Linked DNA regions of Mus musculus: regions 1, 2, 3, 4, 5 and 6 are each linked to region 7. Evidence: chromatin contacts called from public Hi-C and HiChIP or PLAC-seq data. All regions are on one chromosome and are shown on one strand. The core of a region is the stretch at or near the end of the contact, and the rest is flanking DNA. Distances in the headings are between cores, read along the strand shown. Region 1 overlaps Maml3 (mastermind like transcriptional coactivator 3). Region 2 overlaps Maml3 (mastermind like transcriptional coactivator 3). Region 3 has its middle 35 kb from the start of Maml3. Region 4 holds the start of 4930577N17Rik (RIKEN cDNA 4930577N17 gene). Region 5 overlaps Maml3 (mastermind like transcriptional coactivator 3). Region 6 overlaps Maml3 (mastermind like transcriptional coactivator 3). Region 7 holds the start of Mgst2 (microsomal glutathione S-transferase 2).

Region 1 (2,825 bases), core at 191-2,690, 390 kb after region 7:
CTCAGCCAATTACTGCTGTCATTTGCGTTTCAATGTGTGGAATCAGAGGCCAGGCCCAGGAATACAGCACAAGAGAAACCCCCTTGGGGGACAGGAGCCTACTAAGACCTAGTGGCTGATGGGGTGAGACACAAACAACCCACCAGGGTGGGAGTGGCCGAGGGGCTTCCTCGAAGGGGAGGCCCACTCCGGCTGGGCTGTGGTCCTTTTCGGGCCTCTTCACTGGGGCAACCGAGAAGACGAAACATCTCGCTTAAAACATCGCGTCGGTTCCAAATAATGATGGCGATAATTAAAAAGCAACAGAAATTTAGCTGTGGAGCGATTGTGGACAGGAGGCAAGGTAATGTACAGAAGCCGGTCACAATGAACGATTACTAAGTCAGGACAAGCAAGAGAGACAGAAGCCAAAGCAGAGAACCCTCATTTTAGGCCACACTGCTCTTTCAAGCAACGAGGGGGGGGGGGTGGAGTCAGGTAGTGGCGGGATGGGGGTTGGGGGAGGGGCACTTAACCCTTTGCTAGTTCCGCCCTAAAATCCCTGGGAACTTGGGAGCCTCCTCAGCTAGCCCTGAGTGGGCACACCAGAGCTTGCTTTTGTGGTCTCTTGGATTTTAGGTCGGTAGCAAGTCTCTGCCTTTTAAAAGAAGACATGTAGGCTTGGCACAGTGCCACCTCGATCCCCTCACTAGGCTGACTGAGGCTGGAGGATCCTGAGTTACAGGCCAGTCTGGGATACATAAGAAGGAGGTCTCAAAGCGTGCCCTGTCCTCCCCCCAAAACATTCCTTAAAGGCACAGCCAGGTATGAGATGAACCAGAAAAGAAAACAACAACAACAACCACCATTTATGAATCCTCCTGTGGAGAGTCAGGTTTGGCAAAGATGCCCTCCCTTGAAGGGTGAATGGAAGTGGATCTCAGCCTCTTAGGGTTTGGTTTTCTCTGCCTCCCACACAAAGGCAACATTTCCTGCACTGTATTATAGTTTTTATTCCTAAAGTTTTAAGCCATTCCTGTCTACCCAGGCAACTTTATAGCTGAAGTGAATTAACTTAGCTGGGGGTGGGGGGGGGGTCTTCATTTGGAAGTGGATCTACCTGAGGAATACACACATACACACACACACACACACACACACACACCCTGACCACACAAGGTAGAGAAAGAAAAGAAGCAGAGAAGAAAGCTGTGGGAAGGCAGCTCCCGCAGGACACCGTAGGACTACTGTGACGACGGACCAGCCGGAGGGGTAGGGAGCCAACTTCAGTCTGTGAGCCAGGAGGCTATAAGAAGCACGCTCCCTCTGACATTCCATCCTCCACAACTCCAGCAACCACAGGAGGAGGGCCTAAGCCGGAAGAGACCTGTTCTAGCTGGATCTATCTCCGCCTGTCTCTAGGTTGAAAATAAAACTCTGAACTTCTCTGCCAATGAGCTCTGCCAGGCCCGATGACGTCCCGGCACGTCAGTTCTATTTGCAGGCAAGGTCCCTGTGCACCAGGTGAGGAGGAGTCTGGGCAGAGGACTCTGGGATGGTGGGCCTGACTTCCCACTGTGCACAGCCGAGATCTGAAAAGAGCTGCCGGGGTGCTAGTAATTGCACACGTCAGCGAGAGCTGTGCAAAGGAGAGTGGGCTCAGAGAGAGCTAATTGCTATCCTCGGGCTATGTGCTCCTTGTTGAATACCAGAGCGGGAAATCTGATCTGTGCAAAGCAAAGGAAAATCACCAGTAAAATAAAACAAGGAGGCAGCCTGCCCACGCTGGCCACAGACTCCCATTTGTCCTTCCCTCATCTACCGTCATCCTTATTATTAAGAAAATCTATAAATCTGGAACTCTTAGATTTCTTTCTCTTTTCTGTCACTGGGGACAACTGAGCACAGAGACTGGCTCCTCAGATAATGGTGGCCCCAAATGAAGCTCCTAAGGATCCCGAGAGTCTAACTTTCTCCTCCTTTTCATGTCTGTTTGCAAGGATTTATAATCATCGTCATCACCATCATTATCGTCTAAGCAGAACCACCATTTGAACCTCTCCTTCCTTGCTTTCTCCCACTTCCTCGGTCAGTGTCTTAGCTCATTAATTCCTGGCTCTCTGGATCCTGAAGTGTGCGATAAGCTGCTCTTTTTCTTTTGTCTCAAGGCCAAAAAGACTTTCTGGAGAGGCAAGCTCCACAAGTCCGGCCCTCCCGGCCGTGAGTGACAGCTTAGAGGAGCTTTGGCAGCCTGCCACCGATAGCCAAGAACACAGAGCCGTCCAATCAGCAGCATGAATCCCTTCCTACTGCGACACGGGGGCAGCCTTTCTTCAGCTTGGCTGCTGACACCCAAGGATCTCAGAGTTGCCTCCGCCTGTGATCCTGCCTCTTCCTCAAAGGACCTCACAGTGTACGGACCTTGGGTTCATCCTTCTGCGGTGGTTCCGTCAGATTCAGTTTAATCATGGGAAGAGCTTTAGCTCCTCCCACTTCACACTCCACGCATTTCCTGCTCCCCCTGTCTTGACAGAGCAAAAATCAATGACTCTGCCACTGTGGGTTATCCAGGGTGATAGCAAGAGCCTGTCTTGGATCTCAGTGCCTCCCCACAGACCTGCACACCCCAAACTGGAAACCATGAGTTCTTTCTAAAGAGACCTTTCTAAAGAGACTGATGGTCCACCAATCCTTCAGGCTGGGCTCCTATTCCCTCCTCATCTCCCATCTCTAAAAGCAAAAGCTTTTTGCATTTTATTTCACTCACATTTCTCAAATCCAGCTCCCAGCACCCTGAGATGAGGGCACAGCCCCTTAGCTCAGCCCCGAGCCCTCCTCTGTGTCTC
Region 2 (2,821 bases), core at 19-2,518, 410 kb after region 7:
GTGTGTGTGTGTGTGTGTGTGTGTGTGTATATATATATATATATATATATATATATATACACACATAAATATGCTTTTAAAAACGTGTGCATGAAATGGGGAGGGCTTGTGCACATGAGGACCCTCCAAAGCTGGAGAACAGCATCAGACGTTTGGTAACATCCACCTGTGTGCTGGGAAGCAGTTAGTGCTCCAACTGCAGAGCCATCCCTCCAGCCCCAAACTGATTTCTTAACAAAGCAAATATCATCCTTTTGAACTTTGCATTTGAACCTAACAAATTTTCCCGCAAAATATGCAAATGAGACACACATTCACGTGTCTATTTTAATCCAGAAAATGGGTACTGATTCACCTTACTTTGAAAGAAAAGTGATGGAGAAACATGTGCCAACTCTGAACTCTAACCATCCAACCTGCAACACTCTGGTTTGCTGACAGCATTTCTTGTTATTTTATTCTTTCCTTGAGATTCAGAAAAGCTGATTCCACAGAAACAAACAAGATGGGACTACAAAATGGCTAAGCAAGTAAAGGCGGTTGCCGCCAAGCGGGAGGAGCTGAGTTTGATTCCCAGGACAACCTACATGGTACAAGGATAAAACCAACTTGTCTTCTGACCTCTGTAGTGAGTGCCCCCTAAAATAAATAAGTGTAATTTAAAACCGAAAATAAAAACACCGTCCTGAAGAGGTTAAACACAAGACTGAAAATCTCTTTCTCTTTGCTGATACTTTCACACAATACAAAAGGCTGTATTCGGGCGGCTGGGCGTGGTGGCATTTGGGAGGCAGAAGCAAGTAGATCTCTGTGAGTTCAGGGACAGCTAGAAATACGCAGTAAGATCCTGTCTCAGGGACCAGGGACGAAAAAAAGAAAGAGAGAGAGAGAGAGAGAGAGAGAGAGAGAGAGAGAGAGAGAGAGAGAGAGAGAGAGAGAAAGCAAGCTAGAGCTGTACTACAATGGCTACATATTCTGAACAACCAGCCAAATTAATCAAGCTATGCTGCATAAACGAGATCTGAAGTGTCGCTCGGGCGCTCTCCTGGGAAAGACACCCACACAGAGAACATTTCTCTTGCTTGTTCTCTTGCGCTCCTGACGGACAGGAGAAATCAAGAGGACGTATGTTCTACAAAACCAAATGATCAACCTGAATCGACTGCCTGGGTTCAATCCCTTCCCGATGCCGCGGGAAAGTGCCGCTCTAAGCCCAGGCGCTAGCCCCACTGCTTCCCTCCCGCCATCCTGGGCAGCTGTGGGCTCTTGCAGACAAAACCATTAGAGCTGGCTGACACCCCACGGGGCAGGAAATGAATCACCGCTTTACTCAACCGAAACTGCGGCAGGTTTTAAGGAAGCTAAGCACAGTTGGCCAAATTGAATCAGTAGCAGTTAGCTGGTAAAGAAGTGTCGAGGGACTGTGACCAATGACAAAGGATTAGCATTTTGGATCTGCTTTTCCACTCTCGGAGCAGATTTTTAGCAAGCACAGGTGCCTTTCGTGTAAGGTTCCCTGTGGCTGCACAGACCACCAACAGGTCCCTGCGAGGACATGCTAGACACCCGAGGTAGGTGAGGCTCCTTGACACATCCAGAGGTCCAGGCTCTGGCTGCCTTTGGTTTTCACTGGAATATGTCTTTTTAAAAAGGGTCAGTTTCTTCCTCAAATTTAGAAGTTCTACAGTTTGTTCTCAAAAATTGGGGCTCTGTCTCATGTGAACTGAGGTAGGTCTTAGATCTTAATACAAGAAAAATGGGAGTTAGGGGCAAAGCCATTATCTTCGATTTTCTTTACTACAACCTGAAAGCAAACATTTGTGAGGCTAATGACAATGATCCAAACACTGAATTTTCTTAAACCCAGGCTATTGTCTTCCTTCAGACGATGCTTCTCTGACTTGTCTGCTGACCACACAGAAACCTAATTTTTAAGCCGAAAGCTAGTTTCAAATGTAGCTTTATGTTTTATGCGCATTTTTAATACAGACCTTTAAAAGTCTAATTTGCAGAATATTTCCCTAAGAAAACAATCAGGTGTTTCCTAGGTAACAAAGCAAGGCATTCCCAATTAGAAAGAAGTCTTTTCCACAGTTCTGTTTAGAAATCAAAATACATCTAAGTTGACAGATGACAGAAATTGGTCAAATCAAATTTTTCCCCTCCAAGTCCCACAAAGGTACACGTTAAAAGTTTCTAAATTACAGCCAGATCTCCAAAGAGTTACAATCGTCTCAGGTTAGCACAGGAGTAGAACAGGTTTTGTAAGCACACCACACAACATCTGAGGTCATTAGTTCATATTTGAGAAGAAAGCTACTTGGCTCAGCTGGTAAAGGCACTTGCCACCAAGACTGACTGCTTTGAGTTTGATGCCCAGGAGCTGAACAGTAGAGGGAATTGACTCCTGAAGGCTGTCCTCTGCCTTCCAAATGCACACTGTGGGATACACACACACACACACACACACACACACACACACACACAAGCTAAATAAATGTTATTAAGAGAGAGAGAGAGAAGCAGAGAGAGAGAGAAAGATAGAATTTTTAGTCCACAAAACTGACATAGTGCATAGGTAATTCTTGGGAAACCTGTGTGTGACATTTCTAGGGTTTCTCACAGGCCACTGCACATAGTAATTTATGCAAATACCTCAGAGAAACAAACCTAAAGAAAGCCCACTGGCTCATACCTTCTAATGCCTGCAGTAAACAAGGAGATTCACAACTGCAGGCCTTTCTTCATCCCACAGCTAGACATCTGGCAGAACAGATGCCCCTTCATCAGCCACAACCTCCACATCTAAACATTTAAGAGT
Region 3 (2,700 bases), core at 183-2,682, 480 kb after region 7:
AGCAGATGCAAACTAAGCATGTTTTCCGGCTTTAATCAATAGCCAGGGACGAGTCCTCAGCATGCAGGACATCTCCTCACAGGAGGAGGAGGGGCTTGGGAGGGGTCAAAACTGTCTCTAAAAGCCAAGTACTTACTTTGTCATTTGCAGAAGATGTTTACTAAATTGTCACTGAGACAGTAACAGAGGTGACACGTTGTCCTGAGGACATGGGGTGCTGGCCTTGGCTTTCCCAATCAGGGTCTGATAAAAAACAAACCCACAGATAAGGGTTGGAGAGACGGTGTGAGGGGTGCTGAGGGGATCCAGACCCAAATGGGTGGGGAGGCATCACCATCCGTGCAGGGGAAGGGTCTGTGCCACTGAAGGATTGGGCTGCTATCCTCTGACCAGACCCTAAATAAGAACGTGTCACTGGCCTGGAGACAGTACAGTCACAGAGTGATCGCTTAGGCCCTGGGTTCTATTCCCAGTACTAGGGGGAAAAAAAAACAAAGAAGAAAAGCCTATTCTAGGTGTGCCGGATAGTGTCCGACCAACTCACCTCCCACCCCACAACCTGCCACCCAATGTTTGTAAAACCCAACTATAGCTTTCCCTTGAGATTAAAACAATCTAGGAGGGCAGCAGATCAGTGTAAAGTGCTTATTATGCAAGCATGCGGGCCTGCGTCCAGACGGCCAGCACCCACACAGAACCAGGCCACAGCAGCATGGGTCTGTAATCTCAGCCCTAGGGAGGCAGAGAGGAGATGATTCCTGGAGCTCACTGGCAGTGAGCTAGTTCAGTGAGAGATTCTGTCTCAAAAAAAAAAAAGATGAAGAAATGATTAAGGAAGACAGCCAACGTTGACGACTGGCCTCTACACATGCACACATTCATACCTACACAGAGGAACAGTCACACCTACACACATGAACACAAACACGTATGCATACCTATAGACACGAGCACACACACATTCGTACCTACACAAATGAACACACATGCATTCATACCTACACACATGAACACAGACACGCATGCATACGTATAGACACAAGCACACACACATTCGTACCTACACATATGAACACAGACATGCATGCATATGTATAGACACAAGCACACACACATTCGTACCTACACACATGAACACACATGCATTCGTACCTACACACATGAACACACATACATACACACAGCATGACAATGTTTGATTATTTGTTAAACTCAAGAAGAAATAGACCTCTCTGAGCCATCTTTCGCCATGGGGTCACTGTTATCTACACAATGACAGTGAAGTATTTTGGGGAGGGTAAAGGCAGGCACCCGCATGTGGACTCTGAGTTTGTCACCTCCGCAGGGCTGCCTCCTCCGGCTCTCTGTGCAGCAGATCACAGAGCTGCCGCCGTGCCTCCGACATGTGAAGTCCCACCGCGAAGCCTGCCTGGCAGGCTGTGAATGAGTCATGTGCACTCGCTCCTCAGTCTTGGCAGCATCTAGCTCTCTCTGAGCGAGACCCAGCAGAGGAGGAAAAGGTGTTTTGCAAACACTCGCTTATGTTGAAACACGGTTTATCCTTGCTGATCTATCTGCAGAACAATGAACAGGCCAGCGAGTCACGGAGGGTATCTGAGAGATAGCGACAGATTTATTCCACACACCCACTCTTGAGCAAAGCAAAAAGCCTAGTCTGGGCCACAATGGGAGGACAAAGCAGAGCAGCTATGAGGTTGAAAGACCGGGGCTGTGTACAGCACTCAGTTTACCTACTAAGCAGCCGTGAGACCGTGAGCAACACACACACTGTGTACAGTTCAGTACAAGAGCTTCCTACCCATCCTAACTGTGCTGAGTATTAAAGCTGGTGTCTATGAAGCTCCTAGCTCCATGCCAAACATCTCCATATGTAATTGCTACTTGCTGTCTCCCCAACCTCATTTTGGGTTTTGATCCTCGCAGACTTTAGAGACAATGTCAGAGGCTTAGAGACAGGGCAGAATGGTTGTGAGAGCTCCTGAGGGAAGTGGGCATCTAGACAGCAAAAAGAGGGAGGCCAGTGGGATGCACCCTAAGTTAGCGACCAGCATGGGCGATGGTGCTCACGCCTGAAGTGAAGGGAGGTGATGGAGAGCCGAAGGGTGGGTAGTCCCATCTAAGGGAGGTATGTGATTCCTGAGGATCATCAAAGGTCACCACAGGAGGAGATGAACTGCCAGGAACTTTAATCTGTAATGTGACTTTGCCTTCTACTGTTGTAGACTGGCAGATCTCTCAAATCTCCGTGCAGTCTGACATGTCCCCCAAACCCACGCAGGGTGATGGCAGGCACGCTGAAGAAAATGGAGATATTGGAACCTAGTGGTTTCCATGAAGGGACAGCCCTTCTGGAAGTATGATAAGACAGCAGGAAGTTCAAAGGCAAAAGTGGTGATGCCAAGATGTCTGCAGATTACAAGAGAAATCAGCACTTGGATCTCCTCGGGGTGGTGCTTGATGCGTGGGGCCTCTTCTGCCCAGTCCTGCATCTGTCCTGTGTGTACAGAGAGTGTCTGCAAAGGCCCTGTTAGACTCACGTTAAACCTGAAGAGTCTAAGCTCGACCCCAGTTTATGTGTGGAAATGCAAAACCTGTAGACTGCACTATATGAGGGGCCAGAGTACAATGTTGGTGTGGACCCAACATGGACGCTCCAGGAAGAAGGGCGGTATTCAGAAC
Region 4 (2,884 bases), core at 333-2,832, 380 kb before region 7:
GTGTTTCTCAAGGTTCTCACTGCAGAAACTGTGCAATGGTTCTCTCATAAGTATTCACATGAATTGGAAATAACATCTTTAGGCTTATTAAGCTTCTGTCTAAGTATTTATGAGCACCATATGTGTGTCCATGGTGTTTAGAAGAGGGGTTGTATCCCCTGGAACTGGAGTTACAGGTGGTTGTGAATGTGGGTGCTGAGAACTGAACCCAAGACCTCTGCAAGAGCAACTCTGCAAGAGCAACAAGTGGTCTTAACCGAGGAGCATCTCTCCTGCCCCAAACAGTATCTCTTTAACTATACACACTCGACACTCAAAACACCACTAACCCAACATAAAACTGTACACTAATTCATACTGATCAATGGACTGACTTTAACAAGGACCCAAGTTCCATTATGTTCCTCTCCTTCAGTAAAAGTTCCTATTCAAAAAGGCATTTAAACGCTGCTCAATAAATTGTGATTTCCCTACTTTTGAAATGTGTAAAATATGCCTCAGCCAAAACACACTATTCAGCGTTATTGTTATATAGCACATGCAGTTCTATCAGTCCAGATTTTATTTATATTTAAAGTTCCGTTAAATTTAGAGATAAACATAATTTTTCCTCCAAACCGAACTGCTTTGTCCACCAAACTACCAATTTCAAGATCCCTAAAAACAATAGGTGCAAAAAGACTGTTCTGATCTTTTACAGCACTACCGTTTGGTTACAATTTCTCATCTTCCAATCCGACATCGATGGAGATGTGAAACAGAACCAGAGGAGGGACCGCATGCGCTTATAATTTCGGTAAGCAACAGTGTTCGAGCAGTGCCACATCGACCCGAGGCCCTCGCTGCGCTGTCTGCTAGCAAGTAAAGCTGCTTTTTCTATGTAACTTAAGTCCGTGCCCTTCCGCTGCAGCAGTGGCGCAGCACATCCCCCACCCCCGCGGCCACTTCCGTGTTTACACTCCTCTTCCCTCCAATTCCATGCGTACATTGTCAGCTTCACTCCCGCCCAATCTTCATTGGCCCGGCTCGGGCCCGTGGTCCCGCCCCCAGAAATCAACGTTCTTATTTGGAACAGCTCAGGGCGCAGATTGGAACCTCGGGCCTGTCAATCGCGCGCGTTCTGTCCTCTCCCAGGCGCTTCCGCTATGGTGGGAGGTTTGGGGGAGGGGAAAGGGGGCAATGCCGAGCCGAGACTTCCCCGGGGCCAGGACGCCCTCCCGCCCGCCCCGCTCCCCGCTTTCATCTTACTGTGGACCAAAATAAACGTCCCCCTCCGCTGTCCCGCAGCCCCGGGCCGGCTGCGCGGAATACACCCGGTGTCCTTCCCGTCCACCCTCAGTCACCCGCCCCACGAGGGAAGGAAGGGCAGCAGCCCGGTTCCCCCACGGCCGCCGTTAGCCGCGGCGGGGAGGTGCCGGGTCGGCGGCGTCCCACTCGGCACCGGGAAGTGGCCTCGGGACCGTTACTCGGGCGCCGCTCCGGGAGGGACGAGGCGGGAGGCCGGGCGGGCGCGTTTTGGCGGGTAGCGCCCGGGGGGGCCGCGGCGTCCATGCGGAAGTGGCGGCTATAGGAAGTGAGAGGCGAGGGCGGCGGGCGGCCAGCGCCCCCGGCCGCGGGCAGGGGCGGCCCTCTCGGCCGGACAGCGTGGCAGGCGGCGGGGACAACAGCTCCGCTCACTTCCTGGTTCCCCGGCAACTGGGGCGAAGCGCGCAACTCGCCCGCGCCGACTCCCCAACTTAGCCGCGGCTCCGCGCCCGGCCCCTGCCGCTGCCGCTGCTGCGCCGCCGCCGCCGCCGCTCTCCCCGGAGCGACAGCCCGGATCCGAGGCAGGTTACTCTCCAAGGTGATCACTTCCTGATTTGTCGCCTCCATTACTTCATTCACTCCCCCCTCTCCGCGGCCGCCCGGCTGCCGGAGACGGACACCGGACCCGGGGCGCTGACCGCCCCGGGGGACGCTCCCCGCCCGCCGGGCGCCCCCTCGCCCGCTGCACCGATGCACGGGAGAAAAGTTCCCCTGTGCTTACCGGCCCGGATGAGCAGATCCAGCTGGTTCGTGGGTCCCTCATGCAGAGACGTCGCCATGTTTATCCCGGGGCTGGAACTGCTGCTTCACATTGACTTACACCCTGAGCGGCGGCGACAGGGGAGAAGGCGGAACCCGCGGCCGGAGACACACGCCGTGCGGGCGGCACACACTCACGCACTCGCACACACTCCGACGCCCGGATCCTTGCGCGTCCTCCGACAGGAAGCGGCGGCCGGCCCGCCTCCCGCCGCCGGGCTCAGCAGCCCCACCACCTAACGGCAGGGGCGGCGGCGGCCCCGGCTGGCAACGCGATCCTTCCGCCCCGCGCCCAGACAGGAAGTCAGTCCCGGGCGCCGGCAGCCGGCGGCCGCACGGACACCTGAGGCTGGGGAGCCGCAGGCCGCCCTCGGGGACGCGGGCCTCGCCTCGGCAGGAAGAGGCGCGCTTCACGTTCTGCGGAAGCGAAGTCTGCAAATGTCCCCTCTGGAAAAGAGCCATGAATCAAATTTTTCTTCCTAGAAAAGACCTCATACCTAGTCCCGCAGCTGTACACGGAGGTGGCTTTTTAACTTGGGTTGGCCTTCCCGGCGCTTATGCAACATACAATCAGTTCAGTCGAAAGAACTGCACTTTAAAAAACTTGTACCTAGAAAATATTCTAGAAGCATCACTAAGGAAGTCAGGAGTCTCCAACTACTTCAAAAACTGACTTGGTCCTGTCTTCTCGACAGAAGTCAGAGTACACTAGACAGGTAATTAGTAAACAGAAAAGAGCCGCCCGGCAGCCTCGGGGAGACTGGAGTCGCTGGGTTTGCTGGTCATGAAATTCGTGTGCCCTCTCTTGTATTTGCTTGAC
Region 5 (2,782 bases), core at 163-2,662, 430 kb after region 7:
AGGTCTCCAAGCAGAGTAATTCTTTGAACTTAAAAACACTTTTTTCAAGGCCAAAAATATATCAATTCCCATAGCACAGCCCAATGTGTAAATAAAAATCTCCGATTAGTCATTAGTAGGACATACATACATACATACATTCATACAAGAGACAGCAGCATTGGCCTTGAAATGACATTTCTTCATGAGGAAAAGAAATAGATTTATCCCAACATCATAACCAAATCAACCTTCATAGGTGTTCTACACCAAAAGGTTTCATAGGAGCTAGGAAATGGCTTAGGGGGTAAAGCCCTTGCCACAGAAGTATAAGGACCAGAGTTCAAATCCCCAGTGCCCATGTAAAGGCTCAGTGGATGTAACAGCCCACTTGTAGTCCCAGCACTCTGTGGAGGCAGGTGATTCCTGGAGCAGGCTGATTGGCTAGACAGTGGTAGCGACGTTCCTGCCTCAAGATGGAAGAAGAAAGCAATGGAGGGTGATACCGAACACCCACCTCTGGCCTCCACATGCACACACACAGACAAGCACAGATACATACATACATATGAGAGAAGGACGAAGACTTCCTAGAGACCAAGAACATGGAGCTTTTTGGTGTTCCTCAATCAAAGTGTGAGTGGTATCCATTTCCTCCATGCATGCAGTTCCTGGAATAAAAATATTCTCCCTCACGGGCACAATAGCCCAGGCTACAGCCTCCCCTCCTGGAGTGTGAGCCTCGCTGGGTCTCGCCTTCTGCTGTGTTTGAAAGAACCTTTCCCAGGGCCATGTGTTCTTTTGGGGATCATTTCCATATTTGGGGGAGCAAAGAAAAGGAGCCAGGGTGGGTGGCCCTAACCAACAGTGATCAGAGACATCCAGGACTCAGGGAGACGGAGAAACCCTGGTCTTGGGAAGAGTCAGCACAGTGGCAGAGGAGAGGCTTCAGAGGAAAGTGGAGTTAATCAGCCTTTTTATGCACACACACATGCTGGCTTCACACATTCAAAAAATAGACCCAGGCTAAGCATAGGGCCTGTTTTAGCCCTATGTAAAAACTGGATAGATGGCGACTCTCTCTTTTTTTGTAGCAGGAGCCCTGCCTCTAGCATCCGAGCCAGTCTTAGCTAGCTGAGCCTTAGGAGTAGGGAAGCAACTTGAAAAGGGCTCTGAAAAAATACAAACGACTCTCACTTTCACCAGGAATACTGAGTATCCAGGATTCTATACATTTATCAATTAATTAGGTTGTACGTAAAAAAAAAAAATGCTCTCTTTGTAATAGTTGCCACGGAGATATCGTGTAAAAAAAGGTCCTAGTGTGTATTTGTGGGACAAACGGTTTGCTGAGTGACCAAAGTCAGGAGCAATGACTGCTTACCAAATGCAAGCTGCTGGGCTTGGCCTGAGACTGCAATAGTACAGCAAGCCTGGCCCGGGGCCAAGAGCATGCCTGCCAGGGAGACAGGAAGTCACTGAGAGCTCCCACAGACCCATGGCTGAGAGAGTTCCCCAAACAAAAGGCAGCCACTGACTTCCACAACCGGCCTGCCATGAGACCATATGGTCAGCAGTATTGTCTCGCCACAACACAGAGGCCTGTCTTCAGGGGCCTGTGCCTGTAGCTGTCGACCCCGTATCTGTCTTAGGATTACTTCACTATTTTACGACTTTTCTGGGAATTCACTTCCGTGTAACCTAGCTTGGTACACGGCGAGAAAAATGGTATCCTCCCCACCCCCCCACCCCCCCATCTCCGATTTAGCCTGATGAGTCACCTTTGTCTTCACGGCAAAAGAGTAATGAACACCAAACCTACTTGCTATTTATTCACAGGGCACGGAGGAAGGGAGTGGAAGGGACCGTGTGGACAGAAGGGAAAACTGGACACTTAAAGTTTCTTGCTCTGATCCCTGTTGACGCTGGGTTTAATTTATAGGGAGACCCAAACCTTTTGGCTCATCCCTTTCTTCTCTGGGAGTACCCACTTCAAAGAATTCTCTAGTCACTGTGTGGAGACCCTGCTGCTGAGAGCCGCCAAAGGCGAAGACAGATTGGTTCGCCTATAAACACCTGACAGTCATTTTCTTCCTCAGCAGAACTCGTCAAAAAGCCCCTCCCAATAAGGCATGCTCTCCCAGAATATTCCAGCTAGATCCTCTCTGTCTCTTCCCCCAAGATCATGACGATCCCCACTGTGGATAAGGGCTTGATTTGGTTCACCAAGGAAAAAACCATAGAAAAACTAAAGACAGTGGAATGCCCAACCATCTAGTCTTTGCCTTTAGGAGTCTCGTGCTCTCTCCCTTCTCCCCTCCCTCCCTCTTTCTCTTCCTCCCTCTCTTATTTCTCACTCTGTCTGTCTCTGTCTCTTAGATTTTATTTTATGTGTGAGTGCCTTGCCTGAATGTATGTATATGCACTAAGTATATGCAGTGCCCGAGGCCGGAAGACAGCATCAGACTCCCTAAAACTGGAGTTACATACAGATTGTGAGCCATCATGTCAGTCCTGGGATTTAAACCAGGGTCCTCTGAAGAAACAGCTCTTAAGTTCTCAGCCTTCTCATGTGTTGTTTTGTCATATTTTCTTTTAGAAACAGGGTCTCATATATCCCAGGAGGGACAGGAACTCAACAGATAGCCAGTGATAATCCTGGTCTTCCGCCTGTACCTCCTAAGCGCCAACCAGAGATGTATGTCAATATGGCGGGTTTCATACAGTGCTCAGAACCGGACCAGCGCTTCCTGCATGCTAAGCAGGCGCTCTGCCACCTGAGCTATATTCCCAGCCCAATCTC
Region 6 (2,700 bases), core at 184-2,683, 350 kb after region 7:
CGAATCAAGACTGGTTCCGAATCTTGTCTAAATGTTGCAAAGGCTGCAGGCAGCACTGGCTACCTTTGCTCTTCAGACTAAAAGGGAAACATTGGAGTTCCTCAACCTTTGTAAACATTTCCCCGTGTGATCCCTTCGGCTTAATCTAGCCTTAGCTGTGCTTCCTCCTATAAAAGCCATTTAGCTCTGGTTCAAACAAAAAAACCAAGAATCCGTGTAAAGGCTGGGAAAGGCAGATGGGGAGGGAGAAGGATCTTTTATTCTGTGGGATCCCGAGTGAGGAATGGAACAGGTTTCATCCTTTTGACTGTGCACCCCAATGGCAAATCCAGGAAGAGGGTAGAAGAAACCTAATGCTGTCTGCTAAAGGCCAGGGGACACTTGCAGTTATCAGCGCACACAGGAGGGCGTCTTGTTCCTGGGCTGCAAAAGCAGTGGTGCCTCTCACCTTCATCACCAAAGAGAGCATTCTCCATGAAATCTGTGTTGTCCCGAGGTCAGATCTGCAAAGCTATAATTATCCAGGTAACTCGGGTCCGATGTTTCTCAAAATATCCAGGTAATTATAGGAGAAAGGTCATTTCCTCTATATAATCTCAAACCTACCACTGGCTGTCTACACTGGCAGTTTGCCAGTCAAGATCGCCTGTCATTTCCATTTTGTTCTTTACTAGAATTTGCCAAGGACTAAGAATCCTAATGGGGGAGTTTTAAAAATGACTTTTGTACGGATACCGCTTCCTTCACCACCACCCCCCCCCTCACCAATGTTCTGCCGGTGTCCTCACAAGATGTAAAAACACCCTCTGCTAATTTTTAACACTCCAATGAATTGCATTCTGGGAAAAAAGATATTGTGAGACAGAAAGGAAAGGAGAGGGGTGAAGAGGAGGAAGAAAGGACAGAACGGTCCCAGGGCCTCCAAAACTGAGGACCTTAACTGCTTGGCCCTATTCCGAGAGAGAGAGAGAGAGAGAGAGAGAGAGAGAGAGAGAGAGAGAGAGAGAGAGAGAGAGAGAGAGAGAGAGAGAGAAAGCACAGGTCTGCAGGTCAACAACCCGCTCTTTCCGACTATGGGCTTTGACAGCAGGGGTAGTTTCGGGACGGGAAGAAGCGCATCTGCATGGGGAAGCCACTGTTCCTTTGCTTCACAAAGGAAGAAAAAAATGGCATTTATCCCAAGTAAGGCAGAACGTGGTAGGATTCGCCTCCCCCATCCTTTCTTCCCCCTTCCTCCTCCCATCGCCCTCACCGCCACCGCCCCTTCCTGTCGGAAGAGAAAAGGTGGGAGGGGGAGGAGGACCCACCGGTCACAGGCGGCGCGGTGGGATTCTCTTTCTTTGGCTTTTACCAGCCAATGGGGGTCAGGACGCTATTGGTTCAGCATCATGTGCGAGCGGGTGCCTCTCGCTTAGCAACAGCGAGCAGCGAGCAGCGGAGGCAGGAAGCAACGCCACCTGGCCCAGGGAGTGTGCGATGCTTTAAAAGGGAGACAGAAGGGGAGAAGAAAGAGCAATCTAGCTTAACATATTGTACTCCCAAGAACAAGGCTTCATCAGGCTGATAAAGACAGCCAGCCAGGCAAAAACCGGACACGAGCTCTGTCCCATGAGCATGTCTGTATCACCCTAGGTGGTCTACACATAGTTTTTGTTTTAAGGGACACTCTACTGTGCTGCAAGGGAGGTGGATGGAAAGATGGTTATCTGGGAGGTAGGGGTGAATCTACAACTCTCAGTGAGTTCAGTCAGTCTTATTCTCACATTAGGGTATTACTAGAAAAGACAAGTAAAATTGGGTGTGCTTGAAAAGGCAATTGGCTAGGTAGGAATCATGGCTTTCTTCCTTTTCTTTTTCTTTCTTTTTTCTTTTTCTTTTCTTTTTTTTAATTAATCAACACAGTAGCTGTTTCTAAGTGCTAAATTCCATCATAGTGGCCAACAATTAGCCCTTTGGAGTAGAAAATGGCAAAAGAGAAAGACAATCCTGTAAAGTGTGCTGTGCTGTGTGTGTGTGTGTGTGTGTGAGAGAGAGAGAGAGACAGACAGACAAGACCTGGGCTGTGTGTGTGATGTGGTGTGTGTATGAGTATGTATGTGTGTAGTGTGTGATGTGGTGTGGTGTGGTGTGTATATGAGTATGTATGTGTGTAGTGTGTGATGTGGTGTGTGTATGTATGTATGTGTGTAGTGTGTGATGTGGTGTGGTGTGGTGTGTGTATGAGTATGTATGTGTGTAGTGTGTGATGTGGTGTGTGTATGTATGTGTGTAGTGTGTGATGTGGTGTGGTGTGGTGTGTATATGAGTATGTATGTGTGTAGTGTGTGATGTGGTGTGTGTATGTATGTGTGTAGTGTGTGATGTGGTGTGGTGTGGTGTGTGTATGAGTATGTATGTGTGTAGTGTGTGATGTGGTGTGTGTATGTATGTGTGTAGTGTGTGATGTGGTGTGGTGTGGTGTGTATATGAGTATGTATGTGTGTAGTGTGTGATGTGGTGTGTGTATGTATGTGTGTAGTGTGTGATGTGGTGTGGTGTGGTGTGGTGTGTGTATGAGTATGTATGTGTGTAGTGTGTGATGTGGTGTGTGTATGTATGTGTGTAGTGTGTGATGTGGTGTGTGTATGTATGTGTGTAGGGGGAGATTTTGGGTTTCTCTTTGCTGCTTCTGTGATTCAAGAGGTATTTTGAGGAGGCTGG
Region 7 (2,700 bases), core at 112-2,611:
ATCCCTGGTCCTTCCACTCAGTGCCTCACTGTTATATCTGTTGGTTCAGATAATATACATACAACAATATATATTTAAAAAATAAAACAAAGCCTAGTTTTGTAGGCTTTTGTTGCTTCCACAGCAATATTCTCATGGTAGGATCACATACAAATTTTGTCTCTGCAGAAGGTCAGTAATGTCCCTGAGTGAAGCCCTGAGGAGACAACCAGCTGTGATCTTCTACCTTTCTAGAGGTAGTACCTATTTATGGCAGGATTAATCTGCCTCAAAAGAGATGCAAAAGGTTTCTGGTGAGTTGGGGACAGGGGCATGACAAGATTGACACTGGGGAGCCTTAGTACCCTGTTGGTACAAGGTCAAGGGCATCTTTAAGCCACCTGAGGAATCTAGCATGGACAGGCATGGCCTCCTGGGCAAACATGATCTTCTCCACCCAGACAGCTATGCATCATCACCAGGCTCGGGCCCAGCCCCCCAGGGCAGATGGTGTCTCTCAGACCCTTTGCATTGAACTTTGCTCCACCCTGTAGATGTGGTTAAACACCTCAGGACCCTAGAGCAGGAACTACAGATGCTCGAGGACCAGAGGCCCCACGTCCCCAGTGAAAGAGAGCGTCAAAAAATGACTAATAAGGCAGAGCAGGTGCGTAGGCTTCAGGCTTTTATTTATTTTTAATTTGTCTCTTAGGAGCTGGAGTTGAGGAATTGGGAGAGATCGGGGTGTGTGTGTGTATTTGGTAAAAAAAAAAAAAGACAGTAACTCAGTAGGCAGCTCAAGAGGGTCAATCTGGAGTCTTTGTGTGTGTGTGTGTGTGTGTGTGTGTGTGTGTGTGTGTACACAAGAACACTTAATCCTAGATCTTCAATTTACTAGGTGAATCAAGTCATCTTAGCATAGATATGAAATTAGCATAAGAACTTCACACTAGGAATTAGAGAGATCTCAGAAAGGTTTTGGGCAGAGTGAAGGGCCAAAGAGCTGGTGAAGAGGCAGAGAAAATAGAGTAGCCCAGGCTCTGAGGCTGGAAGGCTCACCGCAGGGCGAGCTGGTGTGTTTGTGTATCTGTATGTCTGTGTAGGGTGTGTGTCTGTGTAGGGTGTGAGTCTGTGTAGGAAGTGTGTGTAAGGTGTGTGTCTGTGTAGGGTGTGTGTCTGTGTAGGGTGTGTGTCTGGGGTGTGTTCAGAAAGAAACAGATATGGTTCTGTGCCAGCAGCCCAGCCTTGCCTGCTTCTGTGGTTTTCTCTTCCAGTGCAAAGGTTGTTACTCAACCTTGAATCCTGCTTTTTTTTTCTTTCCCAATCCTGTTGACTCAACTCTGTTGCCTTTATAAAGGAGAAGACCAGCCCCTCAGGGTCCTAAAGCACCTATGCTCTTCATCTGACTTCCTACAAACAGTTCTGTGAAAGAGATCAGAGAGTGAAAGAAAGATGGCCGGGGATTCAAGCCTGCTGGCTGCAGTCTCTCTTCTCTCTGCCTGTCAGCAAAGTAAGAACACTGGAGCTGTGTGTGTGCACGGGTGTATGTGTGTGCACACGTGTGTGTGTGTGTGTGTGTGTGTGTGAGAGAGAGAGAGAGAGAGAGAGAGAGAGAGAGAGAGAGAGAGAGAGATTGCTTCAGTGTTTAGGTTTCATGCCTGCATTTTGTTGGTAGTTCTGGGTGCCCAGCAGACAGTTGCTCAGAGTGGCTTGCCCACTCCTTCCCCGAGATGGGTAGAATTTGAGGATGTTCTCTCTGGGATGTTGTGGGCCTCTGAGCCCAGTGACTCTATCATTTATGGTGACAGTTCATATCTCAGTGCCGGGAGCCCCAGGAGTCTCAGGCAGGGCCGTGAGCACATAAAAATGGAGAGCACAGACAGCCGTTAGGCATGTTCACCAGGAAACTATTCCTGTCTCTAAAGTTGGTTGTAAACATTTAAAGCATTTTTGTTTCGTTTTGTTTTGTCTTTAAGAAAAATTGCCCATGGCAGATTTGATCACCAGGGTAAAGTTCTGCAGAAATATGCAGTTTAGATTACATAATGAATTCTAAATATTACAAGATATCTCCACTAGGATGACTTCACATCCACCTCGGCCTGGATAAATGGAGACTCTGTCTGCCCAGGAGCGAAGTTCCTCAACTCATGCTACCTTCCTTCCATGCTTAGTGAACAGTTGCTTACCAAGAATGCCTGTTTATTCTTTCTGGGGTGCATCTTCCAGATACCTGGGTTGAGAGCTGGGGATAGTGCAGGCTGCACACCGCCGGGAGGAAATGACTGCTCTGTTTAGTGGGAGAGCAGGGTCTCCGCACTCGCGCAGTGGCTAGCCTAGCCAGTCTGCTTTGTGGATAAGGGAAACTGTGCTTTTGTGGACTAGAGCAGGAATTTGCTACCAACCCCTGGAGAATTTGGGTCTAAGCAAACAGTGTACCTTGGTCTTGCAGTTACAAGGGGGGGCAACAGGGACAAGGGCTACATGTCCCTTCCCACAGAGACTCTATCCCCACAGAGAGCCTTTTGTGTGTTGACTCATGCTGAGGACACTGTGTGCTGGGACCAGGCATGAGGCAGTTCGATGGTGATGGAAGACGAGAACAGGAAGAGAAGAGACCAGAAAAATGATGTTTGTGGCAGAAAAAAAAAGTTTAATTGTTGGGGGTGGATCGCAGAGAGAGAGAGGGAGAGAGAGAGAGAGAGAGAGAGAGAGACACGG

Evidence for each region. A called contact is a pair of places that touch in the nucleus more often than the background predicts. HiChIP or PLAC-seq counts read pairs in DNA pulled down with a chosen protein or histone mark.
Region 1: a FOXA1 HiChIP or PLAC-seq map of pancreatic cancer cells shows a contact between it and region 7. The contact joins the enhancer-like site here to the promoter of Mgst2 in region 7. A contact is called at or near these places in 2 of 15 datasets of contacts at CTCF or cohesin (the NIH/3T3 cell line and large pre-B cells), 3 of 484 Hi-C or Micro-C datasets (the N1E-115 cell line, cortical neurons and nephron progenitors), 14 of 115 datasets of contacts at active chromatin or transcription factors (the NIH/3T3 cell line, bone marrow-derived macrophages, craniofacial prominence and 11 more) and 2 of 9 other capture datasets (liver and macrophages).
Region 2: a contact with region 7 is called in a FOXA1 HiChIP or PLAC-seq map of pancreatic cancer cells. The contact joins the enhancer-like site here to the promoter of Mgst2 in region 7. A contact is called at or near these places in 1 of 484 Hi-C or Micro-C datasets (the Ba/F3 cell line), 6 of 115 datasets of contacts at active chromatin or transcription factors (the NIH/3T3 cell line, embryonic basal ganglia, embryonic stem cells and 3 more) and 3 of 9 other capture datasets (embryonic stem cells, liver and macrophages).
Region 3: an HNF4G HiChIP or PLAC-seq map of pancreatic cancer cells shows a contact between it and region 7. The contact joins the enhancer-like site here to the promoter of Mgst2 in region 7. A contact is called at or near these places in 1 of 15 datasets of contacts at CTCF or cohesin (the NIH/3T3 cell line), 1 of 484 Hi-C or Micro-C datasets (bone marrow-derived macrophages), 5 of 115 datasets of contacts at active chromatin or transcription factors (bone marrow-derived macrophages, embryonic basal ganglia, large pre-B cells and 2 more) and 1 of 9 other capture datasets (embryonic stem cells).
Region 4: a FOXA1 HiChIP or PLAC-seq map of pancreatic cancer cells shows a contact between it and region 7. The contact joins the promoter of 4930577N17Rik here to the promoter of Mgst2 in region 7. A contact is called at or near these places in 2 of 484 Hi-C or Micro-C datasets (B cells and CD8 T cells) and 3 of 115 datasets of contacts at active chromatin or transcription factors (effector CD8 T cells, memory CD8 T cells and pancreatic cancer cells).
Region 5: a FOXA1 HiChIP or PLAC-seq map of pancreatic cancer cells shows a contact between it and region 7. The contact joins the enhancer-like site here to the promoter of Mgst2 in region 7. A contact is called at or near these places in 1 of 39 promoter capture datasets (neural stem cells), 2 of 15 datasets of contacts at CTCF or cohesin (large pre-B cells and pro-B cells), 4 of 484 Hi-C or Micro-C datasets (the Ba/F3 cell line, the STO cell line, erythroblasts and 1 more), 8 of 115 datasets of contacts at active chromatin or transcription factors (bone marrow-derived macrophages, differentiating embryonic stem cells, embryonic basal ganglia and 5 more) and 3 of 9 other capture datasets (adipose tissue, embryonic stem cells and macrophages).
Region 6: a Hi-C map of B cells shows a contact between it and region 7, with 2.6 times the contacts expected there. The contact joins the enhancer-like site here to the promoter of Mgst2 in region 7. A contact is called at or near these places in 1 of 39 promoter capture datasets (neural stem cells), 3 of 15 datasets of contacts at CTCF or cohesin (the NIH/3T3 cell line, large pre-B cells and pro-B cells), 17 of 484 Hi-C or Micro-C datasets (B cells, the Ba/F3 cell line, CD4 T cells and 10 more), 7 of 115 datasets of contacts at active chromatin or transcription factors (Th17 cells, double positive thymocytes, effector CD8 T cells and 4 more) and 1 of 9 other capture datasets (macrophages).

Annotation. Positions count from the first base shown.
Region 1 is chr3:52,044,826-52,047,650 of GRCm38.p6, forward strand. The region is part of intron 1 of Maml3 (mastermind like transcriptional coactivator 3); the gene reads right to left. Among named protein-coding and RNA genes, the nearest start is that of Maml3, 59 kb to the right of the region's middle. Within about 2 kb of position 1,441, at least 377 of the 459 cell types and tissues checked have an H3K27ac peak or open chromatin away from gene starts, as enhancers often do. A contact at or near this core is called in the N1E-115 cell line, the NIH/3T3 cell line, bone marrow-derived macrophages and 12 more, where this site is marked.
Region 2 is chr3:52,068,748-52,071,568 of GRCm38.p6, forward strand. All of the region lies in intron 1 of Maml3 (mastermind like transcriptional coactivator 3), which reads right to left. Among named protein-coding and RNA genes, the nearest start is that of Maml3, 35 kb to the right of the region's middle. Within about 2 kb of position 1,269, at least 340 of the 459 cell types and tissues checked have an H3K27ac peak or open chromatin away from gene starts, as enhancers often do. A contact at or near this core is called in the Ba/F3 cell line, the NIH/3T3 cell line, liver and 3 more, where this site is marked.
Region 3 is chr3:52,138,924-52,141,623 of GRCm38.p6, forward strand. No RefSeq gene overlaps it. Among named protein-coding and RNA genes, the nearest start is that of Maml3, 35 kb to the left of the region's middle. Within about 2 kb of position 1,433, at least 64 of the 459 cell types and tissues checked have an H3K27ac peak or open chromatin away from gene starts, as enhancers often do. A contact at or near this core is called in the NIH/3T3 cell line and pancreatic cancer cells, where this site is marked.
Region 4 is chr3:51,275,179-51,278,062 of GRCm38.p6, forward strand. 4930577N17Rik (RIKEN cDNA 4930577N17 gene) reads left to right here and starts at 1,583. Exons shown (of 1, transcript NR_073429.1): 1 at 1,583-2,884. All of the region lies in intron 4 of Elf2 (E74-like factor 2), which reads right to left.
Region 5 is chr3:52,087,114-52,089,895 of GRCm38.p6, forward strand. The region is part of intron 1 of Maml3 (mastermind like transcriptional coactivator 3); the gene reads right to left. Among named protein-coding and RNA genes, the nearest start is that of Maml3, 17 kb to the right of the region's middle. Within about 2 kb of position 1,413, at least 349 of the 459 cell types and tissues checked have an H3K27ac peak or open chromatin away from gene starts, as enhancers often do. A contact at or near this core is called in the Ba/F3 cell line, the STO cell line, adipose tissue and 9 more, where this site is marked.
Region 6 is chr3:52,006,433-52,009,132 of GRCm38.p6, forward strand. The region is part of intron 1 of Maml3 (mastermind like transcriptional coactivator 3); the gene reads right to left. Among named protein-coding and RNA genes, the nearest start is that of Maml3, 97 kb to the right of the region's middle. Within about 2 kb of position 1,434, at least 184 of the 459 cell types and tissues checked have an H3K27ac peak or open chromatin away from gene starts, as enhancers often do. A contact at or near this core is called in B cells, DN3 thymocytes, Th1 cells and 11 more, where this site is marked.
Region 7 is chr3:51,659,818-51,662,517 of GRCm38.p6, forward strand. It overlaps Mgst2 (microsomal glutathione S-transferase 2), which reads left to right and starts at 1,362. Exons shown (of 5, transcript NM_174995.3): 1 at 1,362-1,489. The coding sequence starts at 1,432.